Regions from separate parts of the Sus scrofa genome. Here region 1 is linked to region 2. A link is a contact called in public Hi-C data. All regions are on one chromosome and are shown on one strand. Each heading gives the region's core, a stretch centred on a gene start, on an enhancer-like site or on the middle of the called end of the contact. The rest is flanking DNA. Distances are from core to core; before and after follow the strand shown. Region 1 overlaps THADA (thyroid adenoma-associated protein). Region 2 overlaps THADA (thyroid adenoma-associated protein).

Region 1 (6,180 bases), core at 72-2,571, 140 kb after region 2:
CTAAGGGTCAGATTGGAGCTGCAGCTGCCAGCCTACGCCACAGCCACAGCAACGCAGGATCTGAGCCACATCTTCGACCTACACTACAGCTCTCAGCAACACCGGATCCTTAACCTACTGAGCAAGGCCAGGGATTAAACTTGTTAAACTTGCGTCCTAAGGGATGCTAGTCAGATTCATTTCCACTGAGCCACAATGGGAACTCCTGAAGTTCTTTTTGTTATTTTTCATATGAATATCCAATCGTTCTGACTCAGCAAGACCTCTGGGCTCTGGGTTCTCCCTGTCTGTGCCGGGAGGGAAGGTGCCCCTGCTTAGTAGTCTGGGGCAACTAGAAGTCTCACCTTATGTGTTGCTTTCTTCTCTCGGGGGCCATGGTCCTGGACTGCCCATGTCTGATGTTTAAAAACAATAATTTCACACGTTTGTCTAGTTTATAGCTGTTAGTTGTTTATGGCAAAGGGCAATTCCTATAGTGGTTAAACTTGCATGGGCTAAAAGAACTATCACCTTCATCACTTTGCTTTGAAACTTCTTGGTTCCTCAGTTGTAAAGTGGGGATGGTACCCTCAGAGCATTGGGGTAAAGGTCACCTGAAAGAAAGAGAAAAAAAAAAAAACTGTGAAAACCCCATGGAAAGTAACATTATAAGAAAGAAAAAATCTAGCATAGGAAGACAAGCAGGTATTAGGAAGTAAAATTGGTACCAAAACGAATGGTCGGTCATCTCATCAGAACTTCTGCTGGTCCCATGGCCAGCTACGCTTACTCCCAGGCTCTCCTCCAGTGCCCATCTGGCAGAATGTACTTGATGGCACACTAAACCGCATGCCAGTGCAACCAGATTCTGTTGGATTTGCCAGCTGTAGATTGTACCTTGTGGCGTCATTCCCACATTGATGTAGGCCAGTGGCACCAGAAACCTCTTCAGTCTTAGAGACTGTTTCTTCCAGAACTATAAACTGTAGCGCTGGCAAGACACTGAGATCAGCAGTCCTAGCCACTCATTACAGGTGCGTCGGCAGAGGTAAGCCCCACTTATTTAAAAGAATCTTCCCAGCCACTGAGACTCTCAAAAAGGTTTCACACCGTATCTCATTGCCGAAGGGCAAAAGGGAAGCCCCAGATCCTTTGTGGGGAAGAGGTTAAATGAAATGGGGGGGTGTCTAAGCTGTGATGATACAGAAGTTGCTGATTTCTCAATCTTGTCCTTGGGAGCAATTCGCTGACAAAGAACCCAAAGCAGTGTATGCTAAGAAGTAATTTTATGTTTGTGTCTTCGGGTTGTCATGTGTTTATCCACAAGTATTTCCTGACTTCCTCCCTGTGTTGGGCAGAGGCAAGGATGGGATGGTGGGTGGAGGCAAGAAGTGAAAACTGCTGGTCCCACCCAGGGCCTGGTGAGCTCATTTTTAGCCTACCCAAATCCCTTCAGAACTCTTCGGACTCCATCTCCCAAGCCACAGGGACTGTTGTTATTTTTGGGTTGACCAAGTAGTCTTCAAATAGTATTTTCAGAAGCTCATCCTCCTTCCTCAAGAGCAGATAAGGCGTTTGGTGCCTAAAAAAGTACTTGGAGAATCTGCTGGGGCAGGGGAAGGAGGGAGTGTTTTCAGAGGGATGTGTGTGTCGGGGCCATGCCCGTACGCAGGGCAGAAGGGGTTCAGAGACCCAGAAAGTAGGCAAGACGTAAACAGCCGGCACCCGTTCAGGGTGCTTCTCAAGACGGAGCGAGTCTCCAAACGCTTCCGCCAGGTCCTTCTCCTTGTCTGTGACTGGAAGGGCCCTTCAGGTCAGGATTACTGTTCACCAGGAGGAGCAGAGGATTAAGTAGAAGAATTGGAATTTCCCTTCGATAAGGAGAAGCCAAGATGTATTAAATCACTCGATTTGTGGTGTTGTTGTTGTTGTAGTTCCTATGGTTTCCTCTCCTCTCCAAACATAATTGTGTTTTTTTTTTATACTGAGAAATTGCATAACAGACCATTAACAGCACAGAGTGTACAAACTATCATCTCTGATTATTTTTAGAACCAGTTTATCAACTGGTCCAGATAAGAACATTTGTTGGGTCTGATTACCAGATCTCTCTGACCAGAGCTCCAGTTCTTTGAAATAGAAAAAGCTGACCGTCTCACTGTGCCTTAAAAGTAAAATCCACTTTGTATTCTCTCACTTTTTTTAAGGAGAGTAAAGGGGTGGGGGTGGGGGGGGCTTCTACAGACGTTTCCTGATCGAGCGGGATCGGAGAATTCCGAGTCATTACCATATGTGAGAGAGAAATTCATTCATTCATTCATTTGTCCGAAACTTCTACAGACGTTTCCTGATCTAGCGGGATCAGAGAATTCTGAGTCATTACCATATGCGAGAGAGAAATTCATTCATTTGTTCACTCAATCATTCAAGGAGACAGCACAGGAAAGGTAGAATCAAGAACCTGCCTCTGAGGCTCAATGGCAAGCGACCACCAGAGTGGCACGGTCCATACCCTGGCCATTTATACAGCGTCCCCAGTGTGGCAGTGAAACTGTTTTTTTCTGTTTGATTGGCCTCTTTCTAAGTAGAACAATTTTGCTGTGATTACTGGGGTTTTAGCTTCTCCCATAACGGTCTCTGCGGGGGCCAAGAAAACAGTGTCCCTCGGGGCCTGTACACCAACTCCCTCTGGCCCCATTAATTTTGGCCAGTTCAGCACAAAGCAATGAGGCTATCTTGGTTTGTGACATAACCAGCGAAGGCCAGGAACTGTATACTATTCAGGAGCCTCTTGGTTGAGCCCTAGATGAAGGGGTTGACATGATGAGGAGCCCTGATATACAAAAACAAACACCGTTCAGCACTAGAATTAGACACGTTCAGCACGGCAAGCTGTTTACACTCCAAGAAGCGCGGATGATCTCAGGTGGTCTGAGAAGTGTGGTCCCTGCATCAGCACATCAGCATCGCCCCAGAATTGGCTAGAGATGAGGTTGGGGGGCCCTGCCCTAGACATCCTGAGCCAGGAGCTCTGGAGGTGAGCGCACCAGCCTTTGAGAACCACTGGTCTGAGGTAACCACACAGCCACCCTCTGGGGATATGCTCAGTGCTTGGAATGTCAGATGAAACTGCCCTCGCTCTTTTAATTGTTATTTTTCAATCCCTTTCTCTCTGTTTGCTGAGTAAAGTTAAATTCACCTAAATGCTCTTGTGGTGAAACTCCACTGTATCCATAATTATGTGGTAATGATATCATCCACATTGTTTTCCAGAGTGCCCTTATTAAGGCTATTTAGATTAATATGCATCTTTTCAGATTATGTTGACTTTTTGAAAATCAAACTGGTATGAATAGCTGTGAAAATCAAAGATAACTGACCCATGGGCCTGCCCTTTGGGGCTGTGCTCCTCCTCTAGGGAAGAGGCAGACTTCCCTAAACAATAAAACAGGACCTCGGACCTTGCTTGCTCAAGGTAGTGCTGCTTTTAAATCCTCCCTCAGCCACCAGAGTCGATGTTAGCGCCCTCCCTTGGTTGCTTGGGGAATGGCAGCTTTGAAATCCAGTTGATTAAGCAATCACAGTTCAGGTCATAGACATAACACTGAAATCTGCAGCTCGCCAGAGAACCGAGAACCGAAACTGCTAAAATAACACATCTGAGATTCCCAGAGGGAATTGTGTGAATGGGCCACTGTGCTTCTTCACACAGACACTCCACTTGCTGTCCTGCAGGACTCGGCAAAGTCCCTCCATCCCTCTCTAGGAAATCTCTGTTCAGGCACCTCATGCTCTCCAAACAGATCAACCTCAGGAAACTTCCTTCGACTTCTCCAAAGCGGCAGTTTCCTAATGCTGCTCCCTGGTGATATGTTTGCAATAAAACGACAGTAAAATGACACTATAGCATATTTTTTTTTTCTTGGAAAGAATTGTCCTTTATGGAGCTCCCTTCTGGCACAGTGGGTTATGGATCTGGCATTGTCGCTACAGTGCCTCACGTTGCTGCTCTGGCATGGGTTCGATCCCTGGCCCTAGAACTTCCACATGCCAAGGGTGCAGCCAAAAGAAAAATAAATAAATAATTGTCCTTTTTAATTGTAATTGATCTTTTTCATATGTGACTATGAAATTACTACTTTTTTGGTGTTCACATAGCCTTTCTTTCATGAAATGATAATAGATGGTAGATTTCTAACATCCTCTCTTTACAAAATGAAATGTTGGCAACTTATACCAGCCTGTCATTGTTTTGATATTTGATTAGTCCTTGAATTCCAAACTTGGGAATTATTTCTCTTTTGAACCAGGACATGGCATGGCAGGAGGTATTGTCCTTCCAAGTGGATCCAGCCTTTAAGCCATTTCTTTAAAGGCTATTCTTGCTCTGGAGAAGAAAAAAAAAAAGTTAATTTCAAAAGTGAACTCTGATTGGATGTTTGGAATCAGTCACACATATTTGGGCGACTAAAATGACTACACCGTTGGGAAAATCCAAAGATATTCCTAACAGGGAAGGCTGGGGAAAAAAACTCCAACTAAGAAGAGTTTACAAAAATCGTCTAATTTAATGAAAACCAAGCTGGAGCCATCAGAGAGGGAGGGACTTGATTCTTTCATTGGAACACTTGGCTTTCCAAGAAACGTAGAAAGGAAGCCACCCAAAGCCATCAAAACTGAAAATGCAAGTAGAAAAGTTGGCTTCTAGGGAAGGGGGTTGCCAGACCTCAGACTGCAGAGCTAACTGCCATCAGTTTGTTGTGTCCTGAGGACAGCAGGCCGTCACAGAAATGGGAACAAGTACTCCGTGTTGCTCTAGACTCTGGTAGGGCAGGATGCCAGATGGTGCTTCACCAGGAAGAAATCCTGATTGTGAGAACCATTCGGTGAGCTCTGCCAGCCATGGGGTGCAGAGCCCCACAGTAGCTGTGACCCCAGCTGCACAGAGGAATCACCTGGGTCATTTTGAAACCAGCCTTGCCCCCAGAGATGCGGTCAAGTGTCCCCCGACCTAGATGGGTTTTTTTTTAAAGCCCTCCAGATAAACTTAATATACCTCGTGGGCTGAGAAACCGCTGTGCTGGAGAGGAAAGCAGTATGTCCTTTTCAGTCATTGCTGCTGTGTGTATTCAAGGATTGGGTATGTCTCTCTCACCTCCATCTCCCGTTCCACCCGGAGACCCCCTCACTCTGGCCCTGGGGGAGAGGGTGTGCTGTGGTCTCCCCCTGCATGAGCGCTTCATGCAGGAGCCTGATCTTTTTAATTCACTTTTTTTTTTTTTCAAGTTGACATGGGGAATTTATTTTGTAGAAAAGCAATATCTAGAGAATGCCACACAACCCTAGTATGTCTACAGTACTATATATAAAAATGACAATTGCTCGTAACAACATTGAAGCACTGAAAGATAACAAAGTACTTTCTGAATCCAAGAAGTCAAATTATACCCAGTATCATTTTAACGTCCTTATATATATATATCAATGCTAACATTCAGTAAGCCAAATAACCAGGTCATCCAATAATGTAACTTTGGGTGAAACATAGCTTGGTGATATCCAAGTCTTTTGGCAATACGTAAACTGGCTCTTACTCATCTGGTTTATCTCCACACAAATATTTTAAAATTTCAATTTCTTGGTCAAATGACATACTTTGCTTGACTTCATTAAATATATTTAGACGTTTCTATTATACACAGTTAAATGTACAACTAAATTAGTAAAAAGTGCTAAGGTTTTATGGGAACATTAATACTCTGACAAAAATGTTTATGAATGTGCTCTATACTAATATTTCTTTCTTCATTTAAATCTTAATTTTTTCCTGATCTTTTTAATTCACTGCTACATCCTAGACCTCGAAGAGACATAGGTGGGTTTTTTGCATAGTGAGCCAGCCTCTGCCTGCGAGGGCCCTTTAGGCCTTTATGGAGCGGGTTCATTCTTTTGAATTCTTGGGGATTTCCCCGCCCTTGGTGTGTTTATTTGTAAGAGAAAGGGGGGGCGGTGAATTTTCTAGTTCTTCACGAGGTGAAGTACGGGGCTAGAATCAGCTGGCTCTTTGGAACTGCAGCCCTTACCCATCCACCCAGAACCCCACGCAGCCCTGTGATAGTTGTAGCTGAGGCGTGTGGTTCTCAGCTAGGGTACGTAGCAGAATTACCTGTTGGCTTCTGAAGGCTCCAGATGTCTGCGCCC
Region 2 (5,871 bases), core at 3,183-5,682:
CTGAGCCTCAAGACAGATGTAGTTTGATTGGTTCAATTCAGAAAGAAAATTTTAAAATTTCAATAGAAATCTCAAGGTAGACTGAAAACTTTTCCACTTATTTGGACCAATGCATGAAGAAGGGAAATAAAAATAGAAGTGTACAGAAATGAAGTATAAATATTTGGTATACGGGAGTCAGATATCATCCCACTGTATTGTCTGTGATGGTAATAGCATCGGCGTACACAACTTTATAACCTAAAAGCTGCAAAAGACTGTCATGTACTACATAGTCAATAAGTATTATTGCCCATGTTCTAGAGAACACACTTGGAATTTATGTTTTACTTTGCAGCATGTCTCATATCGAATATGAAGCAGAGCTCGTATTCGGATTTAGCTATAACTCCTAATCCGCTTATTTTCCCATTATATTAAAACTTTTTGTTCTGTAATATACAATATTTCTAAAAGAAGTAAAGTCCTGCCAAACAGCTTTCCAGTGGTTTCATCACATCTTCTTTCCTAAGAAGTGGAGTAAAATTACTCATGTTTACCCTGCTGGAGGTAAGAAAATAAGATCATGTTGGAGAAGTAATAAAGCTTACTCATTCTTTCTGCCTTGTTGCCTCATGGCTCAAATGGGGGAAATACTAGCACTCGCCTCATAGGTTTTAGGGTAGATTAAGTGAATTAATACATGCAAGGCAATTAGAAAAGTGCCTGGCATAGAGTAAATAATACATTTCACTGTCATTGCCATTCATTTACTCAGCAGGGTTTGTTAATAAGCCAGGTAAAGTGCTAGGCATTGAAAGATAAGTAAGTCAAAATCTTTGCCTTTAAGGGTCTCACAATCAAGCAAACCACACACCGCATGCAAGGGGAGGTTTGGAAGTGCAGAGTAGGGATAAGTACCTGCTGCAGGAGAGGTTTCCTCTAAGAATCAGGATCTGAGCTTGAAGGATAAGTAGAAGTTAGCCAAGTAAAGAAAAACAGTAGAGAAGAAAGTGGCCAGGAGGACAGATGACAGTGGTCAAAGGTTGGTGTGCATATGTTTCTTCAATCCAGGATTTCTTTCTTTTTTAATTAAAATATAGTTGCTTTACAGTGTTCTATCAATTTCTGCTGCATGGCAAAGTGACCCAGTCATTCTTATATGTATATGTATATGTGTATATATATATATACACACACACACGCATTCTTTTTCTCATGCTGTCTTCTATCATGTTCTATCACAAGTGATTGGCCATGTTTCCCTGTGCTATTTCCCTGGACCTCACAATCCAGCATTTCTTCAAGACTTTGATATACTGATAGGCACTGTGACTCTCCAGTCACAGTATAATTACTTGTTTAAAATATTGAATTATGGAATCCTTTTTATGGAATATATTATGAAGAACTATGTTTTAAAGAACACAGGGAAACTGGATAAACTGGGTGGTGAGAAGTGAGTTCAAGTCAGTAGGCAAGGAGAATGGAGAAGGGGTATTGATTAGAGATATTAAGATGGTCAGTTTAGGAGTTCCCATCATGGCACAAGGGAAACGAATCCGACTAGGAACCATGAGGTTTCGGGTTTGATCCCTGGCCTCGCTCAGTGGGTTAAGGATCCGGCATTGCCATGAGCTGTGGTGTAGGTCGAAGACATGGCCCAAGTCTGCCATTGCTGTGGCTGTGGCGAAGGCCGACAGTTATAGCTCCCATTCAACCCCTAGCTTGGGAACCTCCATATGCTGCAGGTGCAGCCCTGAAAAGACAAAAGACAAAAACAAAAAGAAACAAACAAACAAAAAGATGGTCAGTTTAACAAGATTTGATGAAAAATGAGACCGAAGAAGAGGAGTGAGATGATGGCAGACCTTTGCTTGGGCCAGTGTCTGCAACTGATGGTGCTCCTTACAGAGGTGAAGATTTAGGAGGAGAAGCAGATGGGTGACGGATGGGAGAAAATTCTGTGTTCAGTTATCAGTTATTGTGTCTGTTTTGAGAAGCCCAAGAGCCATCCAGTGGAACATAGTCATATGCCTAAGTTCTGGGCTGGATGAAGGAGTCACTCATGGTATTTTCTGCCAGGAAAGTGCATAGAGAACCCAGATTGGTGAGGATAGACTCCTGGGGACGTCACTGTTTAAGTGACGTGTGGAGAAGTGGATCTCTCAGCAGAGATCAAGCATTTCCACAATCTGATATTCTTTGGGCCAGGCTTGTCTGCTTCCCGTGCTCCCCTTTCAAGATCCATGAGTATTTTGTTTTGTTTTTTTAGAAAGTGCCTGACTCCACCCATGCAGGAAACCTACTTTGCCGGCTACTCCTTCTCCCAAGAATCTGGGCAGTTGTAGCAAGAGGCACTTCACCCACACCCTAAACTCTCCCGGGAGGGCTGTGTGATACCCCGCCCAACCCTTCTGAGTCCAGAGGGGGAAGGTGGAGCCATCCTGCATTGTTAAGTTTTTGAGTGTGAGGTCCTTCCGTGTAACTGGAGAAATCATGAAAGAGAAGAATTCCGCTGGCTTAAACAAGTTCAGTGGATTTTAATTTTCCTGATAAACTATTATTAAGAAATTGTTTTGGAGATTTACTCTCTGAGTAGGATTAGCTAACCTACATTTTTCATTTGGATAAGTAGTTCTTTAATTAGAAACCAAGATTTAGGGAATAATTTCCCATTGCTTTATGTAGTGTAGAGAAGGTATGCGAAAATACCAAATGAAGGTTTTCCTCATGAGAGTGAGAAGCTGGGAAAACAAGAGGAAATTATAATATGTTAAGGGAAAGGATTCTCTTCATCCAGTATGCCTGCTTTTATCTTCAATTCTGGAAGTCTCTGCCGGCAGGGGTTTTTGGTTTTTTGGGGTTTTTTTTGTTTTTTTTTTTTTAATTCCCTATTCTTGTTGTGCCAAAAGTTGCATATTTCTGGCAAAATGTTCATTACTGGCTAGGGGTGCAACAAGAAGTCCTGTGCCAGAGAATTAAGCAAGGAGAAGTCTGTCAAAACAAATATTCTACTTTGAAAATTTAGTCCTGTGGGGAAGGGGGGAGGGGGGAGATAGTGCAGGAGCCCAGGCCATGTTTTAAGGCTGAGTATTTATTTCATAAGAATTCTGTGTTCAGAAAGATTGCTGCTTGTAGGAGTTGCTGGAGAAAACAGGATTGTGATACATTAAATGTCCTGATGAGCAAGGATGGATTTTGGGGGGATTTTCAGTTTGCTCTAGTGTTTGATATTTTGCTCATAGAATGACAGCCTTTGCTAAGAGTGAAACATGTTGATAACAAATAGCCTTTTAAATTTAATTCAAGAGGCAGTTAACAAAACTTATGTTTACGTGGAAAAACTCTCAGGCCTGAGGATATTAAACATGTATAAACAAACATGCGCATAAACACACAGTCTACTTCATAAGCCTTTATTTGGCTGGGAAATGCCGATTTTATATAATTTCAGTCTAAAAAGTATTGGCTGATTGATTCAAAAAAGAAAAATTTGGCTTTTTTTCCCCTCTCAATTTTTCTTTGTACTTCTTCCTTGTTACTTTAAAAAAAAGGTTTTATAGAAGAATGATTATAGATTGGGTAGATCCACGGTTTTTGGATTTCTTTGCTATGTTGCTTAAAGCTACTATTATAGAGTTGCTCTTCAATTGAAGTTGGAAAAACATAGGCTGACATTTGTGTTACTTTCCCCTGGGGTGGGGGTGGGGACTAACCATATGACGCCTCAAGGATGAAAACTGTTGCACGCAAAAGTGGATTTTGAGGATTTCCTGAAAGATCTGCATACAACCAGTGTTATTTTTTGAAAGAATTTAAAAAATAAAATATACTTCATTGTAATAGTGAAGTAAATGATCAGACATAATAGAGTGTGTTCATAATAAAAAAAAGCCATCAGACTAATATTAATGAAATACAGACCAGCTTATTTTTATCTCCTTTGGGCACATTTAAACTTGCTACCATAGGCAATTCAGGGAACACATACCTTCTTCTAGAGCACTGGGGGGAACTTTTCTGCTCTGTGACTCTGACTTGACATACTTTGTTACTGAGAGAAGCCTTAGTATATATATTTTTTAATTGTAGTAATTCAAAAGAATAAAAATTTTTGGAGGGGTTGAAAAGATCCTGGTGCACCATTGGAATTTGCCTTTAGTAAATGTAACATTTGTTTTCTAAAGAACTATAACAACATACTTAAATTCCAGAACAGTAAGCAAAATAGCTTAAGTTCACTGACTTGAAAAAACATTCTTTTATACTGCACGGTTCTAAAATAAATACTTAAAAGAAACAGAGAGCAAGCCATTCTATCTTGGATTTCATTTTCCTTCAGATAGAACAGCTAGAACAAACATTCTTGCTAGTTAACATTGCCTGTGTTTTTATGAAGTTAATAACTGACCTGTCAATCACGCCCTATATAAATACGGTAGTTGAATGCTTTCTGCTTTAGAAGCACTTTTATTTACAAGAGCTGCCAGCCAAGATTTCCAAAGGACTCCACGGGCTGTTTGCTTTGATCTGTTTTGAGGGCTGGTCTCTTTATACCTGTTGGTTTGCTATTTATGATACCTTTGTGTAATCAGGTATGGGGAGAGCAGATGTGCAGAATAAACACGTCTTAAGGAAACCAAGGCTCAAGAGAAATGGTGTAATTATGCACCAACAGCTTTAAAAAAAGAGAGAGAGAGTATTTTCTTAAATCAACTTAGTTGCTGTTATGACAGGAGAACAGATGTTGTGGTATTCACCCCGGAGAAGGAAAAGAGTCTCTCTTAAATCTCAGTTTATAATGAATGGAGGTGGTGTGTTTATCCCCACCCTTCAAACTGTTGCTCTCCTTTAAATTTGTAAATTGCTGAGATGTTGCAGCTCTTCTCAGTTGACTTTTACCTTTGACCTTTTTTTCATTTGCTCCTTCCCTAGGAAATGTTTACCACATGTCTCTATCCAAATAAGCAGCTCTCTGGGGAAGAGTTACCTTTGCATTTTGAACTGAAAATGCTCTTTTAATGTTTAGGACAGATTTCAGAAAGGGATGGCTTTTTGTTGTTGTGACTTTTATGATTTTGATTTGGAAGATGATTGAAAGGTACAAACATCTAGTTATGAGATAAATACTAGGGACACAATGTACAACATGATAAATATAATTAATACTGCTTTATGTTATAAATGAAAGTGGTTAAGAGAATAAATCCCTCAAATCTCACTTCTAGGGACCTGAAAGTCAAATTCATCTTTGCTTTATCCCCCATAGTGCCAAGCACGGCACCTCTGCTAGCATAAGGGTGCAATACAGGAAAGAATGGCAGAAATTAAGAGAAACCCAAGTCCTTTGGTCATGTTTCCAAAATGATCTGTTGATCATTTGGTCTCGTTCATCTTTCAATTAAATGATGCCCTAATAATTCCTGTGCATTATATTTCATGCTGCTTTTCTCTAGGAATTTGAATGTTTGAATATATTAGAGAGATTGTTAACTTCTATTTAAGACTGCCGTTGTAAGAAGTGTAGAAAAGGGGGATTCTTAGTTGGAGATGCGTCTTTGCGTGGTGGGTGGTGTAGCCCATTCTGGCTCAGAGTAAACGAACTTCCACTGCAGTGTCCATGAGACTGCAGGTTTCAAAAGTCCCTGCCTCACCGGATGGTTAAGGCATCGGGGATGCTGAGAGCTGTTGTTGTTAGGCTGTATACTTTTCATTCATTTTTTTTTTTTTTTTTGGTCTTTTTGCTATTTCTTGGGCCACTCCCGTGGCATATGGAGGTTCCCAGGCTAGGGGTCGAATCGGAGCTCTAGCCACCGGCCTACGCCAGAGCCACAGCAACTCAGGATCCCAGCCGCGTCTGCAACCTACACCACAGCTCACGGCAACGCC

The links. A called contact is a pair of places that touch in the nucleus more often than the background predicts.
Region 1: a Hi-C map of liver shows a contact between it and region 2, with 2.2 times the contacts expected there. The contact joins two enhancer-like sites. A contact is called at or near these places in 3 of 47 Hi-C or Micro-C datasets (alveolar macrophages and liver) and 2 of 2 datasets of contacts at active chromatin or transcription factors (alveolar macrophages and skeletal muscle).

What each region holds. Positions count from the first base shown.
Region 1 is chr3:97,130,075-97,136,254 of Sscrofa11.1, forward strand. All of the region lies in intron 33 of THADA (thyroid adenoma-associated protein), which reads left to right. Among named protein-coding and RNA genes, the nearest start is that of ZFP36L2, 67 kb to the right of the region's middle. Within about 2 kb of position 1,322, at least 31 of the 83 cell types and tissues checked have an H3K27ac peak or open chromatin away from gene starts, as enhancers often do. A contact at or near this core is called in liver, where this site is marked.
Region 2 is chr3:96,986,144-96,992,014 of Sscrofa11.1, forward strand. The region is part of intron 28 of THADA (thyroid adenoma-associated protein); the gene reads left to right. Among named protein-coding and RNA genes, the nearest start is that of THADA, 120 kb to the left of the region's middle. Within about 2 kb of position 4,433, at least 11 of the 83 cell types and tissues checked have an H3K27ac peak or open chromatin away from gene starts, as enhancers often do. A contact at or near this core is called in liver, where this site is marked.